Regions from separate parts of the Lactuca sativa genome. Here region 1 is linked to region 2. A link is a contact called in public Hi-C data. All regions are on one chromosome and are shown on one strand. Each heading gives the region's core, a stretch centred on a gene start, on an enhancer-like site or on the middle of the called end of the contact. The rest is flanking DNA. Distances are from core to core; before and after follow the strand shown. Region 1 holds the start of LOC111913696 (probable serine/threonine-protein kinase PBL22). Region 2 holds the start of LOC111913695 (equilibrative nucleotide transporter 1).

What was found. A called contact is a pair of places that touch in the nucleus more often than the background predicts.
Region 1: a Hi-C map of leaf shows a contact between it and region 2, with 4 times the contacts expected there. The contact joins the promoter of LOC111913696 here to the promoter of LOC111913695 in region 2. A contact is called at or near these places in 2 of 4 Hi-C or Micro-C datasets (both in leaf).

What each region holds. Positions count from the first base shown.
Region 1 is chr8:303,220,968-303,225,452 of Lsat_Salinas_v11, reverse strand. It overlaps LOC111913696 (probable serine/threonine-protein kinase PBL22), which reads right to left and starts at 1,892. Exons shown (of 5, transcript XM_023909410.2): 1 at 1,012-1,892; 2 at 712-939; 3 at 104-438. The coding sequence starts at 1,681.
Region 2 is chr8:302,834,542-302,838,959 of Lsat_Salinas_v11, reverse strand. It overlaps LOC111913695 (equilibrative nucleotide transporter 1), which reads left to right and starts at 2,041. Exons shown (of 2, transcript XM_023909409.2): 1 at 2,041-2,778; 2 at 2,947-3,836. The coding sequence starts at 2,232. The coding sequence ends at 3,659.

The DNA of each region.
Region 1 (4,485 bases), core at 643-3,142, 390 kb before region 2:
AGAATTCAACATATATACAGATATAGACATGACCATGTCAAGTTGATGTATGAATCCAACAAGAATCATCATAAAAACTAAAAACTGAAAGCAAAACGCTTACTTTTATATCGCGATGAACTATGCATCCTCCGGGATATGTATGAAGAAACCATAGCCCTCGAGCGCAATCAATCGCAATGTGAAGACGTTGGATCCATGTGAGAACTTTATCTTTACTAAATAGCCATTCAGAAAGATTTCCCCAATGACAAAGCTCATAAACGAGAAAACACTCGCCTTCGCCCTCACAATGGTCGAGCAATCTTACGAGGTTTGGATGTCTTACGTGTGACAAACTCGTGATTTCCCGCACAAACGTTTCCATTTCTCCATCGTTCACAATGTGCTTTATCGCAACATTTTGACCATTCACAAGTACGCCTTTGTACACTTTCCCTTCACAAATGAACACCTCTCCAATTAAAAAATTGCAAACTTACAGATAGAAAACTTTTAATGTATTTGATGTGCATGAGACTGAGACCAACATCAACAGGACAAAAGTTGCACAAAAAAGTTTTAAGTATGTGTGAAAGGACTCGATTTCTATCTCTTATGCTGAAAAAACGTTAATGACATCCTCATTATCGAAAACAACATTTTATAATATCATGTCACGTGTAACAAAAGCAACCTAAATATTGATGAATCATACAGTAAAATTCTTACCCGCGTTTCCTTCACCGATGAAGTTTGATGCTTTGAGATCATTGGTAGCCGCATAAACATCCCTAACTGTTAACTTCGTGCTTACTTCTTTTGGAAATGGTGACCTTATGACAGACATATCCACTTTGCCCATTGGCAACTTTCCGGCGACTGACCTTCTAAACCAAATCCACAATGCCATGATTATGATCATGATCCCGATCAGACCTCCCACCAGAATTACGACAACTGAAAATTTCAAGAAATTATCCGATGATTAGTGTGAATTTTACACTTGAATACGTGTTCTAGATAACTCACCAGTGGTCCTCTTTTTCTTGTGTTTATGATTATCATCTTCAAGATTCTGGGATTGATCTAATCGAAAACTTATTTGATGCTGGCCAAGACACTGATAAACGGCTTGAACCCATTTGAAATCAGAGATCTTTCGACTCACCATCGAAACAAGCAAAGCGAATCTACAAATTTCAGTCTCTTCCACACTACTGTTCATAGTCAAAGCACCAATCTTTTTCCATCTTTCTAAACAAGAACTGCAGTCGTTTCTTGATTCCAATACCTCACAATCTTGATCTAGACTGGATAAAGAGCTCTCGAGCTTGTTATCAACATCAGTCAACGTGAAATCCGAGCAGCTTCCCGAACCGGAGGTTAGCTTTTCAACACCGCAGCTCAAAAGATTTCTTCCGTTGCTACCTTCCAACGATGATCGACAAGTTTGTTGTTGTATCAAATTCAAGAAAATCGATCCAGTTTGATTCGTGTGTTTTGATAATGCGGATAGATAGTCTTCAAAAGCTGATTCGCAACAATCGGTGCTGAAAAATCCGTCCCAATTAGCAGTTTTGCAGTCCGAAGAAAGTTGAACGTCAAGAACACATTCATCTGTGAGGTTTTTAGCTAAAACATGAGTGAAGAACACGAAAAGGAACAAAATGGGGATCGTTTTTGTATGAGAAAGTGTCATTGAACTAAGATTTTTGTGCAGAAATTGTGGAAACGAAAGTATTTATGATTTTTGGTAGATTATATGTTCAGTGTTCTTCCAGGATTCGAGAATAGAAAGAACAGAATAAGAAACTACACCAAACTTACGCTAAAACACAAATACTGTGTTCATTTTTAGTAAGAATTAATATTTTAATGAAAAATCAAAATATTTAATTTCCTAAAGCCAATTGCCGGCCCTTCCAATTTGAAGAAGTCTGATTAAGGAATTAACAATTTTTTTTTAAAAACTTACGTCTTTATCGTATCTGTGATTATGTTACAAAGTAATTACTATGCATATTTAAATACCGAAAAAAAAATCGAAGTACGATAGAATCAACAATTTTAAATAACTAGTGATTATTTATGCTCAAATTATAAGTAAAAAGGTTATAATTATTTCTCGTTCCAAAAAAAATAAAAAACAAGAAAAAGTTACTTGCTGTACTTAATTTTTTTGAATAGTTCATAGATGATATCGGGTATGTGGCCGGTTAGAAGACACCTAGCAATTAATCTTTGTCTAGTCATTTTTTCTAGACAAAGAGTGAATATGTAAAAAATAAGAGATTTTTAACGATTTGAAAAAGTTGTATTTTAATACAAACTATTTGATGAAATATTGATGTTATATTAATCATATTAACCTATTTTTTATGATATTATTAGCATTTACCAACTTTTTTTATAATATTAGTTATATTTAATTTTTTTAAATTTAATAGATTTATCATAACTCATGTGTAAGTGTAAGAAACTGCCGAATACAATTATAAAAAACTCATTCGTTTGTCCTTAAGTAAATGATTATTAGTAATTTTTTTTATAATACCAGTCAACAATAAATATGTAAAAAATATATTATATTAAAATAAATGCTATTAATATTTCTTTATAGGCCTTATAAGTCCACCACTTAAGTCAGACAAGAAAAGGACGTTGATTTTATAAAATAGAAGTATTTACATTAAGATGGTGTGAGTTCGTACTTGTGTCATATAGTGCTCCAATATCTTTTTAGCATATAGGACAAATATATAAGAACAAGGGTATACAATGATATTGTTCTCTTCTTCACCCATAAAGCATAATTCGTTTTCACTTCGAAAGTGAAACATAATAATTCGTTAATTTTACGATCCATGGTAATTGTTTGATCTTTTGTATTGTTTCATGTCACGTAGATTGTATTTGTCGTCATATTGGTAATAATTGAACTAAGAAGGTTCTCAAACAAAACCAACTAAAAGAAGAAAAAACAAATCCATGTGGTTTGATTGGATATGCATTTAGAATTTGTAACTCAGAGTGTCATGATAGTTTAATTTGTTGTGTTTTTCGTTCTTAATATTATTTAAATTTGTTGCCAACCCTTGGTAAAAATATAATTTTACCATTGATATTACATTTACTATTAATTTTAATTGTGAGTTAGCCATAAGAGGAAGTATAATATCTGAATATGATAAGTTAGCAAAGTCGAAAGCCTGAATTGATGTTGGACTAAACCGAGATGTATGCAAATGTAGGGCCATCAAATCCCTCAATATGAATTTGTTGAGGTCCCTTTCCTCTTTTGTAGCATTTTGAATTACCTTACACTACCAGAAACGCGAGTATTAGCAGCGACAGGCCAAAAAGGTCGTCGCGGTTGCCTCGCTGCAAATGCTCCATATGTCGTCGCTAATACCTGTCTCCCCTAATATTCATTGTCGCCACTAAAGCCTTGTCTCCACTAATACACGCCCGTCACCACTAAAGGTGTCGCCGCTAATTGTATTTATCATTTTTTTTTTGTAGTATTTAACATTAAAATCAGAAAAAACATTATAACAAGTATAAAAACTGCTACCAAACATTATTTTGCAAAAAAAAAAAAATAGTTCAAAACATTAACCACTTAATAATATATATGACATCCGATCCAAAATATTAAATCTAAACATCCGATCCAAAATACTCACCCAAACATAGTGCAACATATCCAAAATAGTAGTCTAAAATATTAACCAAAACAAAACATTTCATTAATCCTAAAAGTAGCTACTCGTCCTCATCACTCCACTCGTTTCCTTCGTTTTATTTCGTGGCGACAATGATTGAAACTACTCTTTTAGTGCCGCACTAAATTTTTGATCTTTTAGCATTGTTTTGCAGCATGTCCAACCACAAAGAAACAAAATATATTATCAACATATCATAATAACATTCTACTTTACAAATTAAGGTCATGATGATTATATCATCCTTTTTTTTTCCATTATAGCATTGTTCTTTTCAAGTACATTTTTTTTCATTTTTCCATTATAACATTGTACTATACTAAACTAACAATTACCAAACTACAAAATACCAACATATCAAATTATAACCAAACTACATCCTACACACATTTCATATACATTATAGCATTGTGCTTTTTTTTTTTTTTTTTTTTTTTCATTTTTCCATTATAGCATTGTACTATACTGAACTAACAATTACCAAACTAAAAAATATCAACATATCAAACTATAACCAAACTACATCCTACAAACGACATCGTTCGTCTTCCTGCACTTGCCGCAGTGGTCATGGCCATGCTGTCCTCTCGATCGCGAATCAAAAACCTTGGGCTTCTTTCCTATGCCCTCCGACACGTGAACCTAAACCAACTTCCTCTTCCTCACTGGCTCCAGATCAATCTTCTGCTCATCATGTCCTCTAATTTCTTGTAGCTAGACATGCTCACAAACTCCTGTATCTCATCCTTCAACATATCATGGTACCTAGCCTTCTTCA
Region 2 (4,418 bases), core at 792-3,291:
AAGTAATATGAACACGATGAGTAAATAAGATCTGGTTTATAGCTTCTTTATACTTTCGATTACAGAGAGAATGCTTAGACAAAAAGACCTAGAAAAATTCTATCTAATCCTTGAGTACAACTCCTATTTATAGGAGAATATGAAATTATACAAAAAATACAAAGGGCTAAACATTAAGACATCGAAACATAATATGCCTTAGTAAATAGATAAAATGACATTCAAAACTGACATTACTGACTTCGACATATTACAACATATTTGACACTAACATCAATCGCCCTGCGCAACCCATTATTGAAGAACAAAGTCGCCTCTTCCATGTGAACGGTTTGGTACGTCCTCAGCCCAAAGAAAAGTTTCGCAATACCCATACAAGACCGAAGTAGAAGGAGCTCACTCTGCGGGTCAAAAATTATGGAAGAATGCACATTAAATTCACAACGTTTTCAACTCTCTTTATGGCTAATCAGCTAATGAAACTAACATCTCTACTAACAGCTCCCCCGAGAAGTTTCACCCCTAATGGCGGCCTCCCGATGACAACTACGAATAACACCTTACGCAACTTCCTACCATCACACGAGGGTCAAAAGAGCTCGGTTTTCTTGATATTCAATTGAAGGCCCGATTTTGGGCCAATAACCTTAATAATGTCTAACGCTTTGGCCACCTCCTCAAAATTTCAATAAGTGTGTCATCATCAAGGTACTATGCATGGAGAAGAAGCTTGCAATTGTCTCTAATATTATACAAGAGCGGGTGCAACACAAGGGCAAAGAGAAGTGGTCACAAGGGGTATCCTTGCTGAACTCCAGGAGTAGACCAAATATGTATGTCTCTTAGATACAACCTTGCGACTTGACCATATTTGAATTCTACCCACAAGGATATAGAATGGCACCTCAATCTGACCTCATGAAGTAATGTTGATCTGTCAAAAAGGTTAAAGACATTGGAGAAGTCCACGATAAGCATGGAAAGAGACCCGTCATTGTGGCGCTCACTTGACACCCTATTGGCGCTATGTAATACGACTTCAACGCCATCCGAAGCCTCGACCCCAAACTGAAAATCATTGAGATACTTGGTCATTTCTTTATCAACATCTTTCATAGCCAGCTTGGAAACCAAATGTCTTCATATAGTGCCTACTACAATAGGTTGTATTCATTTGTCAGGTTTTAAAAACGGTGTAAGAGAAGCAGATGCAAAAAATTCTGCCAATCTCGAAGGACATCTTCCCCCTGGTTATAGATTGACCGCACATGTAATAAAACATAGGAGGTCTTTAGCTATAACTGAACTTCTCCACAAAAAACATCTAAAATATGTTGAATCTTATCATAAATATTAGATGGTATTTGTTATCATTAACCATTTAAATTTTTATAATTTTTGAATCTTAGAATCTTAGATTCCGATTCGAATTTATCTCGCGATCTTAAAAAAAAGTCATGCATAACATCTCGACCTTTGATGACATTTCTTATATCTTTTACGTAAATGAATTTGCTATTATATAATTTTATTTATTTTCGTAGCTTATAATATACGATTTTTTATATTAAAGTAATAGCACCACGTTTTTGGCCTCCTTTTTCTCCGGTACAGATGATTTCTTGGAATCTTAGCCAACTACCGGTTTTAGATAATCTACAATAGCTATCCCTCAACTTATGCTCAATTTGCACTTCTGGCTCCATGGCTATGCTGTTTACACTTATAGACCATACATTTTAGTTTATAGCTTAAATGTTGGTTAACATATTTATTATGATGATGCTTTATGACATTAGGCACATGACAATTTAGATCGAAATATTAAAATAATTGTATTTGTTTGAAATATTTTTGGTTCTTTTATTTATTTATATAATTAAAGTACCACATAACTAAATAAGAGTAAAGAAAAACAAGTTTATCATATATTTTTCATTTTTTAAGGACCTTGTTTGTTTTCAGTGAAGGAGGTAACTAATTGCTCTTTTGGAACCCTAACGTTGATTACAAATATCTTTCATGAAAAGGATTAACCTAACAGACTGAAATGTTATAAAACATGTAATCTGTAACAAAGATGTAAGATGTACAAAACTAAGACTTTGAACTATATATGTAAATATAACATAATCTTAGGGGCCAAATTTGTAATTTACTCGCGATATTAATTCTGTGCACTGCTCAACGCCCCCACTTCCATCTTGTTAAAAATTGAATCTCCGGCGATCATGGGCGGCACAACGACTTCCCCCACGGCGGACGTTACCGCCGTTAACGACTCCGAATCACCAACGCTCCCCCTCCTCTCAGAATCCAACTCCAAAATCCCCGAAGACTCGTACCATTTAGCCTACATAATCTACTTCATCCTTGGCACAGGTTACTTGATTCCATGGAACGCATTCATCACAGCCGTCGATTACTTTTCATATCTCTACCCCGACGCCTCCGTCGACCGTGTTTTCGCCGTCGTTTACATGGTTGTAGGCCTCATATCTCTCCTCGTCATCATCTTCTACGCAGACAAATCTCATTCCTTCGTCAGGATTAACGTAGGTCTCGGTCTGTTTGTTGTATCGTTGCTTGTCGTCCCTGTGATGGATGTAACGTATATCAAGGGTCAGGTCGGGGTTTACGGCGGGTTTTACGTATCTGTGGCGGCGGTGGCGTTGGCTGGTCTCGCCGATGCGTTGGTTCAAGGCGGAGTGATTGGAGCCGCCGGTGAAATGCCGGAGAGGTATATGCAAGCTGTCGTTGCTGGAACTGCTGCTTCAGGTAAATTGTCTCGATCTCTTTACAAACCGGATCTAGGTTTTCAATTACATAATCTCTGATTTGGGGATTTTAAGTTTCACCCAATTCGATTTGAGTTCACCACTTCAATCCAGCTATCAAGATAAATTAGCTGATTTACCATTTTGGGAACACCCAATTTCATCACAGGGGTTCTCATATCGATTCTAAGAATCTTCACGAAAGCAGTATATTCACAAGACGCTCAAGGGCTACGAAAAAGCGCAAATCTCTACTTCTTAGTCAGCATAATCGTAATGATCATATGCATCGTATTACATAACATAGCTCACAGACTCCCCGTCATCAAACACTACAACGAGTTAAAAATCCAAGCCGTGAACAGCGAAAAAGAAGAGAAAGGCGCCGTCACCGGAGCTCGGGAAATCATGGAAGCAGTAAAATGGTACGGAATCGGCGTCATCATCCTCTACGTTGTAACTTTAGCTATATTTCCCGGGTATATTACAGAAGATGTTCATTCCGAAATCCTCAATGATTGGTATCCGATCATTCTTATTGCTGCTTTCAACGTGTGTGACCTAATCGGGAAATGTTTGACTGCGGTTTATGTGGTGGAGAATGCTAAGGTGGCTATCGGTGCTTCATTTGCTCGGCTTTTATTTTTTCCGGTGTACTTGGCTTGTTTACATGGTCCGATGGTTCTTCGGACTGAGATTCCGGTGACTATTGTGACTTGTCTTCTAGGGCTTACGAATGGCTACTTGACTAGCTGTTTGCTGATGGTGGGTCCTAAAACGGTGCCGCTTCAACATGCTGAGACAGCTGGGACTGTGCTTGTGTTGTTCTTGGTTTTGGGTCTGGCTTGTGGTTCGGTGGTTAGTTGGTTTTGGGTCATTTGATTTGTGGGTTTACACTTTGCAACCATTCATATTGGAATATGTGTAATCGGATTGAAATTGATAAGATATGTAGATACGGTTTCCTTTTGTTCTTCTCATTGGTGTAAATTTGGGGCAGTTTCTTTAAATGTAACATGTGAAATTAAATGCAAATGCTTTGAACTCTCCCTTGGTTTATATCTCTTTCATTCATGTTTTAGGTGTACTTACTTTGTGGTATTTAGTGCAAGTGTGTTGTTGTGGCAGGAAAATAATGAAATTTGAATGATTTTTTTTATTTTGTTTGAATTCATGTGTTTAATTGGATTTAAAAGGGCAAAGATTTCTAAATAAAATAAAGTTTACAAAATTTCTTAAATGGTCTCTCTTTTCAAAAAATAGCATTTGGAAAGTGTTACATTGTGATCCTTGTTTTATTTTGATTTTTAGGTGGTATTTAACTATTTATACATACAGAAAGACTATTTTGCCCATTTAAATATATTTTCGTTTTTTAATCTGTTTTTAATATTTAACTAGGGAAGAATCCCGCGTTACGGGTGTTGGAGTTTCGGGAGTTGGAGGATATTTCATAGTCTTTTATTAAAAAACAGGAAATAGCAACAACCCTTCCAATGTTTTACATATATTGTCTTTAAGTTTTCTCATGAATTAGCCAGAATCAAATCAAAAGAAAAAAACAAAAAATAGAAAGAAAAAAAAACGTGTAAATCAAAGTACATTGCTATTTACTGCATTTACCACTTAAATATGAAAAAT